Regions from separate parts of the Sus scrofa genome. Here regions 1, 3 and 4 are each linked to region 2. The links are chromatin contacts, called in public HiChIP or PLAC-seq maps. All regions are on one chromosome and are shown on one strand. The core of a region is the stretch at or near the end of the contact, and the rest is flanking DNA. Distances in the headings are between cores, read along the strand shown.

Region 1 (2,700 bases), core at 198-2,697, 400 kb before region 2:
TGTTTTAATGTAAAATTTTATAAAGTCTGACTCTAATCTTTTTTCTTTGAATGTTTTAATTTACATCTTTCTAAAGTATTTTTCTTTTTTAGTCCACATCCTAAATATTTATTGTTTTGTGATCCAATAAACAAACACATGTTGATGCCACTGACCCAAGTGAGACTTAAATTATCCATTCACAGAATATTCCTAAAAGGACTTGTGCTTTTTCTAACTGATGTTAATTTTGTCTCCTTATTCTGCCTTTCTAAGGACACTGGGCCTTGAACTTGTACTCTTCCAATCTGCTGTCATGACTTTTTCCTTCCTTGTTCTTCCTTTATTATATATAAAGAAACTATATATATATATAGTAGATTTACAATATTGTGTTAGTTTCAGGTGTACAGCAAATTGATTCATAATATACATATATATATATGTGATATTTTTAAGATTATTTTACCTTATAGACTGTTATAGAATATTGAGTAGAGTTTCCTGTGCTACATGGTAGGTCCTTGTTGGTTATCTATTTTATATATAGTAATGTGTCTATTTATTCCCAAACTATGAATTTATCTCTCTGTCTCTCTCCCCTCTTCTAACTGTAAGTTTGTTTTTTATAAGTCAGACTCGAAGGCAAGTACTTTGTGATAGGTGGAGAAAGAGGAAAAGTGAGTAGAACAGAACAAGTTTCACCTAGCCCTGTAAAAGATGCTCATCTCCATTCATAGAAAAAAATGTTTCCTGTGGAAAACTTCAAAGCAAATTCCATAGAAGTGTTGAGCTGGTTCATAGCCATCTGAGAATGGACTGGATAATAACTTTAAAGGAATTGGTAAGGAAGAGAGTCACTTGATTAGAGGTTTATGTACTGTGAGAAAACTGTCTCTACAGGTATTGAGAGCAGAAAATAGGATGAAACTCCAGAAGCAAGGTTGTTCCTTGTGGCAAAAGGTGCTACTAGCAATCCAGACTGTCTCCAGTCCCACTCAGCTATAATTCCGAGGGACTCGTAAGGAGGTTTGGATTCAGTTTGACTTTTACTGAGATACTCAGATGGGTTCAAATTAAAAGCCCCTGTTCATGGCAATTTCTTGAATTAGAGATCTGAGTAAAGAAGTAGCCACCTGGGCTCTGACAACTTCTGAAACAGAGTTGCTTTCAGAAATATCTGAGGAAGTTCAGAAACATCTGGACCTTTGGCTATCCAGAGCATAAAGGGTGTGCATGGGCCACAAGCAAAGCCAGGAAGAGAAAAAAAGAAGAACCAAAAGAAATGGTTTAAGAATATGATACTTTTTTTTTTTTTTCAAAAGTGAGGTCACTCTGGGGAACATCAGCAAGTTGCCAACATCCTTATTCTCTCTCTGGGTTTCAGGCCTGTTTTTCCCTTGGATGACAAACAGCCCTAGAGGGGCCAAGAACCTCTCCTTGAGAAGGGACTTTAGACATTTTACAGGGCGTAAGCATAAGCAAACCCCCAGGACAAGTGACCTCAGAGCAGGGTGAGGAGAGCGAGGCATTAGCCTGAAGCATAACATTTAGGGAAGAACCAAAAAAAGGTAGGGACATGATAAGTAATATTTCAAATTTTAAAAGGTCAAAATCAATGCCAAAACTCAAGATGAACGAAATACCAAAACTTTAAATAAAAACATGCTCAGGGTCCCTGATTTTTCCTTTTGCCTCAGGTTCGAGCAGGGCTCAGCATAACACTGTTACTGATCTTATTGTTATTTAGATTTTTGATATCTTGTTCATTGGGATTTTTCTGTATTTTGAATTTTAAAAATATTGTATTAAAGTGATTGTTCATGATGATTAAGGTTTTTGTGTCCCCTTCAGTGATGTGGTTGAGGCCATGCCTCATTCACCCATCCTCATCCAGGTCCTGATCACAGGGAAATAGAAGCAAAGATGAGATTCAAAGAAACCGCATAAGTGTGACCAAGGCAGAGAAATCCCCAGAGACCATTTTATATTAGAGATATGGTAATCCCTGATTTGCAACAGCCACCAGGACATCTGTGACTGTTTCTAAAATCTTCCCATTTGGGTATCCCTAAATTAGCTATAAATCCTGACATTCTAATAATGCAGGAAAGCAAAGCAAAAACAAACAAACAAAAATTAGCAAAAACACATAGTTAGAACAACATTAGAGAGGATTCTAAGCCAGTATCTTAACTTCCTTTTCAAGAAAAAAAATTTTAATTTTGTAAAAATCGGGTCTCTCTGTCATCTCCCCAATTCCAAGATTCTAGTGCATCTGTGAATATTTTATTAGGTGCTTGACTTTTTGAAATCACAGAGAGGAACCCTCCTTGTATATCCTACCTTCTAATTAGCAGAGAATAATCATTTTAAATGGCCTAAAATTAGAATTGTTTTCACCTTTGTTTCTACATACTTAAAAAAAAAAAAAGGAAATACTCCATAAAGTGAGAAAAAAAAAAATTCTAGCCACAAGAAGATAAGGTTTAAGTAAAGAGGGTCTATAAATATTTTGGCTAATTTTTCTAGGGCTTGAAATCTTAACTCAAAACATTTTACCCAAGATTCAGCATTAATATACATAAATGTGTAAAATATATAAAAATTCTAAAGTTCCTAGTTGTTGAATTGTTTGAGACCAATGATCAAAACTGAGTGATGGTGATTTCTCTATGCATTTTCCCTGTGGTGTGTAGGAAAGACTGTTCTGCCACCTAT
Region 2 (2,700 bases), core at 161-2,660:
TCCTTGCTCTGCAGATGCTGCCCTGGGCTGATGAGAACCACCTTGCATGAGATCACACCCTTTTCCTGCAAAACCTGAAGTCTAATGACTGGCTGACAAGTCAGGAGCATGGCAGCCTGACCTCCTGCTCCAACTCAGCAGGATTCTGAAAACGATGCCAGCTTCCATGGGATAAGAGCCACATTGTTCAATTTCTCCTCTGGCCCCTGCTGCTTCCTCCCTGGTTGGATCACCAGAGTGCCCCTAACCAACGTCCACCATGCTGATGTGCCCCTCACCGTCTGCTTCAGGAACCCACCCTGATGCCAGAAGTGGTTCCAGAAAGCAAGGCTAATTAATATAATTTCAGAACTGGACCACCCACTGCCCAGCTAGCAGTGAATCTCTATCACGCAGCTCGAGGTTCAAAGCAGCAGAGAACTGGGGCAGGAAATGCATGGCCCGTGCATTTCCACTGGCTGTTTGAGAAATACAAACAGGAAAGAGCCATTCTGAAGAGGTAAGATTGGATGGCTGTTGTCCAGGTCTCTTGATGTTTGGGAGGGTGACAGCAAAAGCCTGAGGATGTTAACCATCAATGAAATGCTAAGTGTGAAAGGCAGAAGTCCTCCTTGCCAGCTCCTAAAGAGACTCAGCCCTCGTATTCAAATTGCAGAGAAAGCTAAGGATCAGGCACAGGACTTATTCATGAAAATAGCAGGGTTCCACGGGATCTCAACCAAACCTGGCAGCTCTGCTTGGACAAAGCTCAGAGCTCCTGGTGGGAAAGAATCATGCCCCCAGTCCCCAAGTGTTTAGGAACAGATAAACTGATGGTTGCCAAGGCTTACACAAATAAGAGCTATCACAGTGAGGAAGCTCAAGGGGGAAGTTTCTAAACTGTCTCCTACCCCAGCCAAGAGAGTAAATCAAAAACGATATCGTATCCTTGGATGGGTTAGAGGGGGAGGTTTGGATTTTGAAGCTTAGAACTACCCTTAAGTACCTACAGGATGCAGAGTGTGGCTGTTATCATATCACCATTGAATTAATCAGTCTGGGCCCTGCAGAACTCACATCGGTCCTGGAGGGTGACAGACTCCTACAGACTTAAACAAGCAGCAGCCACAGCTGGCACTGAAGCTTCCTTACCAGATAGTCTATTTTTTCTTAAACACAGGCTCAGGTACATGGTGTGCAGCCTTTGATCTGGGAACTCTGTCCTTTCATCCCTATCAAAAAGAAGGATCAGAAACAGTTCACATTTGCTCAGAACAGACAACGGTATTCATTTGCAGTGTTGACCCAGGGCTATGCTAACTCTCTTCTCTCTGTCATAATATAGTCTGAGGAGCCCTGGACAAGCTGGGCATTTGCAGGATATCAGGCTGGGGGTGACATCATGTAAATCAGACCTGATGAGCAAGAAGTGTCAAGGATACTCAAAGCCTTCACAAGTCAGACTCATGCCATAAATAAAATGGGAACTAACCATCACAGGCCACATCAGCAAACTTTTTAAAGGTCTAGGGTCTAGGCATTTCAGGATATCTCAGCCAAAGTAAATAACAAATTATTATCTCACCCCTTCTTAAAAAAAAAAAAAGTAAAACTGCAGCACAATAGCCTTTAGGTTTCAGGGACACTAGTTTCACAGTTGGGAATATTGCTCGTATCCATATAACAAGGGATAGAATGGCCATCAAAACAGGGAAATCTCTGCAAAAGTCCTGCCACAGCATAAATGGCCCTATGGCCTAAGCTTCATGGCCCAGCAGACCCTCTGGCATTAGTAGTACTAGTGATGGAAAAGAAACACAGTGTGGAGTTTTTGGCAATCCAAATTGGGAAAATCACAACTCCGAAACTTAAGAGTTCTGGAGCAAACATGTCCACTACATCTAATAACAATATAGCTTTAGAATAAAGAGCACCCCGCATGCTGCTGTCCCCAACCAGGGGACACGAGGTAATCAACCATCCATGATGAGCTGGGTTCCGTCACACCCAGGAAGCCACATACCCAACAGCCATCTATTGTAAGATGAAAGTGGTGCATCCAGATCAGGGCATAAACAAGTTATCCCAGCAGGTACCCCAGATCTCCATGGTATTCACCATTGCTGCATCAGTGCCTCCCCTTAGCTCATACCCATGGCCACATGGGAGGTCCGTTATGACCAGCTGATGGAGCAGGGGAAAGCCCAAGCTTGATTTATCCATGAGTCAGCTGAATACCAAAGGCACAAGCCAAACAAACAGTGGCTGCTGTTCAGCCTCACTTGGAGGGGGCGGCCTTAAAAGATAGTGGTTGGAGGAAACCATCCCAAAGTCAGCACTTTGGATGGCGCGTACTCCATGTTAAAAGGGAACTGGGACTTGGAAATGGCCAGTGTACAGATAACATGAGGTCCTTACACCATGACTGGACTTGGATAGACAGCAACATCTCTGGGTAGTTTATGTCACTGTCTCCAAAATCTAGACAAGCATCAGAACCACCTGTTGAAAAGTTTTAAAGACTGTAAGTCCCTAACCCCCATCTCAAAATTACTGAAATAAATGCCCCAGAGAAGGAGCTCATACGTCTATATTTTATGAAAGATCCTTAAGTGATTCTGCTATTGCTAGTCCTTGAACTGGTATTTGGAAAACATTTGTTTAAGTGATCAGCAATGCCACAAAGAAGAAAAAAAAAATATTAGCAAATACTGCAAACAC
Region 3 (2,700 bases), core at 61-2,560, 340 kb before region 2:
AGGAGCTCAGCTTGGGAGACTGACTGCTTGGGTTTGAATCCCGGTTTGGTGCCACTAGCCAACTATTGTCGGGTTTCTGTTTCCTCATCTTTGAAAATATTGTTTCCTTTTCACAGCCACACCTGAGGCATATGGAATTTCCTAGGCTAGGCATAGGCAGCTGCAGGCCTATGCCACAGCCACAGCAGACCCAAGCCACATCTGGGACCTATACTGTACCTTGTGGTAATGCCAGATCCCTCACCCATTGAGTGAGGCCAGGGATGGAACCCACGTCCTCATGGAAACTATGCTGTGTTCTTAACCCGCTGACCCACAACAGGACCTCCCTGTTCCCTCGTCTTTAAATAAAAACTTCCAGTATAGGAACTGGGGAAGAATGAGAAGGAAGCTCTTAGGGGATGCTATGAGGGTAAAATGAGTCACCTGATATCAAGTGCTTAGTATCAGATCTGTATGAATCGCTCAATAAATTTGCATCATCTTCATTGGAAGAAGAGAATGTTCACAGAGTATGGATGCCTCCCATTGACTCCATGGACAATCATAATAGTCGTTTGCATCCCACTAAATAAAAGACAGCCAAGGGTTCCCACTGTGGTGCAGTTGGGTAATGATCAGGCTTGTCCATTTGGAGTCTCTGGTTCAATCCCTGGTGCAGGGCATTGAGTTTCATGACCCAGGATTGCTGTGGCAAAGGTCGCAGCTCTGGCTCAGATTTGCTCGCTGGCCCAGAAACTTCCATATGCCTCGAGCATAAACAAAAAAGGAGGAAAAAAAAAAAAAAAAGAGAGAGAGAGAGAGAAAGATACTGCCAATGGCTAGTTCTGTCCACTGCCCATGCTAAGTGACGTTAAGCTTCCTTGTTTTCCCTAGAAAATGAGCTTATGTATGTCTGAACTGGGATCATGTCAACTCTACACTTTTGAAAACTGTTGATTAATTGACAATTTTTTTTTTGCCACAACTTTGAAAGTATTTTATTTCCTTGAAATGAAACAAGGATTCATTCTTCTCTCTGTCTCTCTTCCTCTCTGAGTTCCCCACCTTCTGTCTTTCCCACATTCTCTCTCATTCTTTGGCTCTGTCTCTCTGTCTGTCTCTCTCCCTGGCACACACACGCATGTACATACATCATCACCGTCACCACTATCCTCCTAAAACAGAAGGATAGTATAAAGGAGGAAATACCACTGGCCTAATTTCCTAATGTAAACATTTTCATTTTATTGCCTATGGTGTCTCCAGTCATTCAAATGAACAGAATGGAGAAACTATCCCTGGTAACTTAAATGACTAGAACTGTGCTTACAACAGCCAGTCTTTGAAATTCTCTTATTCCTTACTTCCTCTTTCTCTCCTCTAGCTATGTAGCAGACACACAGAAAGCTGAGTGTCCTGAAAAATAAATGAACACATAGATTTATCCACCTAGAAGCCATGGGTTCTCTGCATCTCAAATTATAAATATTTGGGGGCAGAGGTTTAGTAAGACGAACTAAAAATCCCCCCACATCATTGCTCCTTCAGTTGGGTTCCTTTAAATACACAGAAGGAAATCTCAAAGTCTAAAATCCTTCCACTGGGGCTGCACCTGTGGGCAAATCACATCTAAGGAGCCTCAGAGACCATATGATGGCATAAAGAAAAATGCTGCATAAGTTAACACATTTCCCCGCAGCTTTAGTTGGGATAGTATCGGTGTATACATGTCTATTGCAAAACCACGATCACAGTAAGCTCAGTCAACCCCTCCACTGCCTCCCAAAATTATCATTGTTTGTGTGCAGTGATAAGATGTAAGGTCCACCTTCTCAACAATTTTCCTGTACCTGATACAGAGGTCCTTTAAAGACGTCGTGAGCACAGTTGTACAGCTTTAGGATCTTGCAGAGATTTTTAGGGGCAGAAGGCACCTGGGGAAGAGGAAGTAGAAAAGAGATGGGCTGAAGTCTTATTCTGATGAGACAAAAGCATTTCCTAGAAATCAGGATGGGAAGTCAGTTTTTACAGCATTTCACAGCTTCTGAAGATGCCCAGGTGGTTAAAACAGACTTTTTCTTAAGTCGACTAGCCTCTGGACCAATAGACCTGAGTTGGCTTCTCTGGGTCAGGATAGCACCCCCGCCTCAATTCATGGCACTATTTTCCCATAAGAGTTGTAGTGTCTCTAGAAATTCAAAAGATCTCAGAATGCAGGATAATCTTTGTTTAGTCAAAATCTCTTTAAAAGGTGTTGTTTTATAATGTCAGTTCCTAGAATTGCAGAAAAAAAAATCTCTGAAATTTTAAGTTTCTGCAGAAGAAATTAACCACAGTAATTTGTACTTTCCAATATTGTAGTCCATGACTCTGATGAAAGAATTCCAGCAGATTTCCTTCATCTGTAGTAAAATGTAAAAGATTTTTCTTACTCTTCTTACAACCAGGGCTTCAAAAAGGACCCAGCCAAATATAAATGTTCACCATTATACAAATCACAACCACATTCATATCTAAAAATTCAATTAGTTATCCAATGCAAATTAATTTTTTTCCTCCTGAAGTGTTGATAACACCAGGAAAGAATGATGCACAATGAAAGTTTGACACTATATATATATATATATATATATATATATATATATTCTAGTAAAAATCTGATATAACAATGAAGAGTATAATTGAGATAAATAAAATACAACATTAGGAGAGATTTAT
Region 4 (2,700 bases), core at 138-2,637, 380 kb before region 2:
TTGATAAATTGGTTAGGGACTAAAACCAAGGATTTTTGAGAATCTTGTTACTGAGAAAGGAGGGAAAAAAAGGTATCTTGCTTGGGATTATGGAAAGACATCAAACTGGTAAAAACTGGGAATTAATTCCTTTTTTGCCATTTTAAGTTGCTTACCAACGTGTCACCTATCCTCTTGGTGGTTCAGAGCTCATTCTGGAGAAACAAAGTGCTTTAAGGATGCTGTGTTCTCCATGCAGGAATTGTATACAGTCTAGCAGTGAGCCTCCACGTAGAGATGCACGCGTGAACCCTGCCCTGAAATGAAGGGCGCTAGCCTGGAGTACACACACACACACACACACACACACACACACACACACACACACACACACACACACACACATTTAGGTAACACTCTGAGCCATATGTTGCCTAGAGATTTCCACTTTCCATAAGCTAATCTCAACTAAAAGGTAGGTAGAGCCTCATCAGAAAAATCAATGTTCACTGACTAAAGCAGTTTTGTGTTCAGTTCTAAGACTCCAGAAAGAGATCTCCTGGCCCCAGACCTTGCTAGCCAGTGGGGGAACAATGACACAAAGCCTTGGGGGTGTCCCCAAGGGACAGCCAGGCTCAGCATTTGCTGTGAAGATAAGTAGCCACTCTGGATATTTGAGGCAGGCAGGACACAGTGCCAGAGACTGGGTTAGGCAGCATTATTCTAAGGAGATCCTTTCTTTTTAGCAAAACCCTTCATTTTGAAATCATTTCAAACTTACATAAAAAATTACAAAAATTGCGCAAAGCGACTCCTTTATACCTTCATTACATTTCCCAACTCTCACCATTTTATCAGTTTTGTTTTGTCATTTTCTATCTTAAGGATCATATGAGAGTAAATTGCAGACAAGATGCCTCTTTACCAAATAGTTCAGTGCCCATTTCCTAAGAAGGACATTCTCTTACATAAGTTCAGTGCAATCAGCAAAATCAGGAAATGATCATTGATATAACACTAGTATCTAACTTTGGAGACAATCTTTTAACTGTCCCTTCTGCACATTTTTTGATTACTGCGTGGGTTTCTGTGCCTTCAGAAGACTGAGACACCTTCCTCCTTAGATGGGTCTTCGGGATTCCCAAAAGGCAGAATCAAACCATCTCCACATCCAGCCTAAAGATTCTCTAAGGAGGTGGCATTCAACTTTCTCAAAGGAAGCACATTTTCAACTCATTCTTTAGTTGAGTCCATTTCTTAAAATTCCCTCTGATGGCAAAAGTTTAAACAGCCAAGCTGCTGCCAGAAAAAGTTGTCTAGCAGTCTTTCCCGTCCCCCTGCCCCTCCCAGCCAGCTTCCTCCCCCTCTCTGTCTGCCCCGTGTCTGACACAGAAGCCACATCAGACACCCGGAGAAGAAGCAGACTCACAGCCTGTCAACACGTCCTGCGCTGCCTGACTCTCAGCATGGTGGTTGCAGGGGGTCAGGAACAGACAAGATGCTTCCAACACGGGGACCATTTAATCCGACACTATTTGCATCCACAGAAGGCACAAAGCCCACTCCATGGTGGCCAGGTGATGGGAATTAGGCATGAGCCCTGGTAAGAATCCTAAGTGCCCTCCTGACTGACAAGGATCGCCCCCTCCTTAATTTGGGTTTTGCCATTGGAAGGCTCAAAATACCTGGCAACAAATAACTTCAGCTGTTAATCTGGGATTTTCATTTTAAAAGGATTTTTGAGCCTTTATATGCAGATGTTGAAATCATTTCAACATGCTTCCCCCTAACAGAGTTCAGTGTAATAGAAAAACATTACTTCCAGCAGGCTTTTCACGCTTGGTAACCGACACACTTTGGAACTTGGTGCCTGGGATGGCCTGTTAACCAAGTACAACCATGTGATTTTTCTAATGAGACTTCTGATCCATCCAGAAATATGAACGGATGAACAATCTAATGACCCGTTCCTGGAACATGTGCTTTTCCAGAACTTTCTCACAGTCTAAGACAGTTTTCTTCCGTTAACAAAAGATGTAACATTGAACATTTTCTGGCTTTTAAAAAACCCAAAAAAACAGAACAAAGAATCTGAAAGAAGTTAAGTGTACATAAAACATTTTAATGATGGTTTTGTTTATGTCTAGTTAAAAATGAGGACAGGAGGCTAGGGGTTTCCTTGTAACAGCAGCCCAGGCATTACCTGGGAGTTGTTACCATGGAGATTCTCAGGCTCCACCCCAGACCTTCCCAGTCAGAATCTGGGTTCTAACATGGTGCCCCAGGGATCTGCAAGCACTTCACAGTTTGAGAAGCAGTGTGACGGACACGTGTGCCATCCCAGCAAAGATGCGGAGTAGGCTGAAAGAAATGCTTGCAGAGTGATCAGACCACAAAGAAGCTTCCTGGAAGGGATGGGGGCATGTAGTCTCTGAAAGACTAAGTGACTAATATTCCACTTGATTTTTTCCAAAAGAGGGTAGCCAGACGGAGCAAATAAAAATACAGGACACTCAGTTAAAATTACATTTTAGATCAATATTGAATAATTTTTCTAGTAGGTCCCCTGCAACATTTGGACATACTTGTAATAAAAAATTATATATCAGGGAGTTCCCATAATGGCTCAGTGGAAACGAATCTATGATCAGATCCATGAGGACGGAGGTTCAATCCCTGGCCTTGATCGGTGGATTAAGGATCTGGCATTGCCATGAGCTG

The links. HiChIP or PLAC-seq counts read pairs in DNA pulled down with a chosen protein or histone mark.
Region 1: a contact with region 2 is called in an H3K27ac HiChIP or PLAC-seq map of alveolar macrophages. The contact joins two enhancer-like sites. A contact is called at or near these places in 2 of 47 Hi-C or Micro-C datasets (embryonic fibroblasts and epiblast stem cells) and 1 of 2 datasets of contacts at active chromatin or transcription factors (alveolar macrophages).
Region 3: an H3K27ac HiChIP or PLAC-seq map of alveolar macrophages shows a contact between it and region 2. The contact joins two enhancer-like sites. A contact is called at or near these places in 2 of 47 Hi-C or Micro-C datasets (both in embryonic fibroblasts) and 1 of 2 datasets of contacts at active chromatin or transcription factors (alveolar macrophages).
Region 4: an H3K27ac HiChIP or PLAC-seq map of alveolar macrophages shows a contact between it and region 2. The contact joins two enhancer-like sites. A contact is called at or near these places in 2 of 47 Hi-C or Micro-C datasets (fibroblasts and skeletal muscle) and 1 of 2 datasets of contacts at active chromatin or transcription factors (alveolar macrophages).

What each region holds. Positions count from the first base shown.
Region 1 is chr13:198,988,459-198,991,158 of Sscrofa11.1, forward strand. No RefSeq gene overlaps it. Among named protein-coding and RNA genes, the nearest start is that of RUNX1, 350 kb to the left of the region's middle. Within about 2 kb of position 1,448, at least 3 of the 83 cell types and tissues checked have an H3K27ac peak or open chromatin away from gene starts, as enhancers often do. A contact at or near this core is called in alveolar macrophages, where this site is marked.
Region 2 is chr13:199,388,386-199,391,085 of Sscrofa11.1, forward strand. No RefSeq gene overlaps it. Among named protein-coding and RNA genes, the nearest start is that of SETD4, 200 kb to the right of the region's middle. Within about 2 kb of position 1,411, at least 5 of the 83 cell types and tissues checked have an H3K27ac peak or open chromatin away from gene starts, as enhancers often do. A contact at or near this core is called in alveolar macrophages, where this site is marked.
Region 3 is chr13:199,046,056-199,048,755 of Sscrofa11.1, forward strand. No RefSeq gene overlaps it. Among named protein-coding and RNA genes, the nearest start is that of RUNX1, 410 kb to the left of the region's middle. Within about 2 kb of position 1,311, at least 3 of the 83 cell types and tissues checked have an H3K27ac peak or open chromatin away from gene starts, as enhancers often do. A contact at or near this core is called in alveolar macrophages, where this site is marked.
Region 4 is chr13:199,009,849-199,012,548 of Sscrofa11.1, forward strand. No RefSeq gene overlaps it. Among named protein-coding and RNA genes, the nearest start is that of RUNX1, 380 kb to the left of the region's middle. Within about 2 kb of position 1,388, at least 7 of the 83 cell types and tissues checked have an H3K27ac peak or open chromatin away from gene starts, as enhancers often do. A contact at or near this core is called in alveolar macrophages, where this site is marked.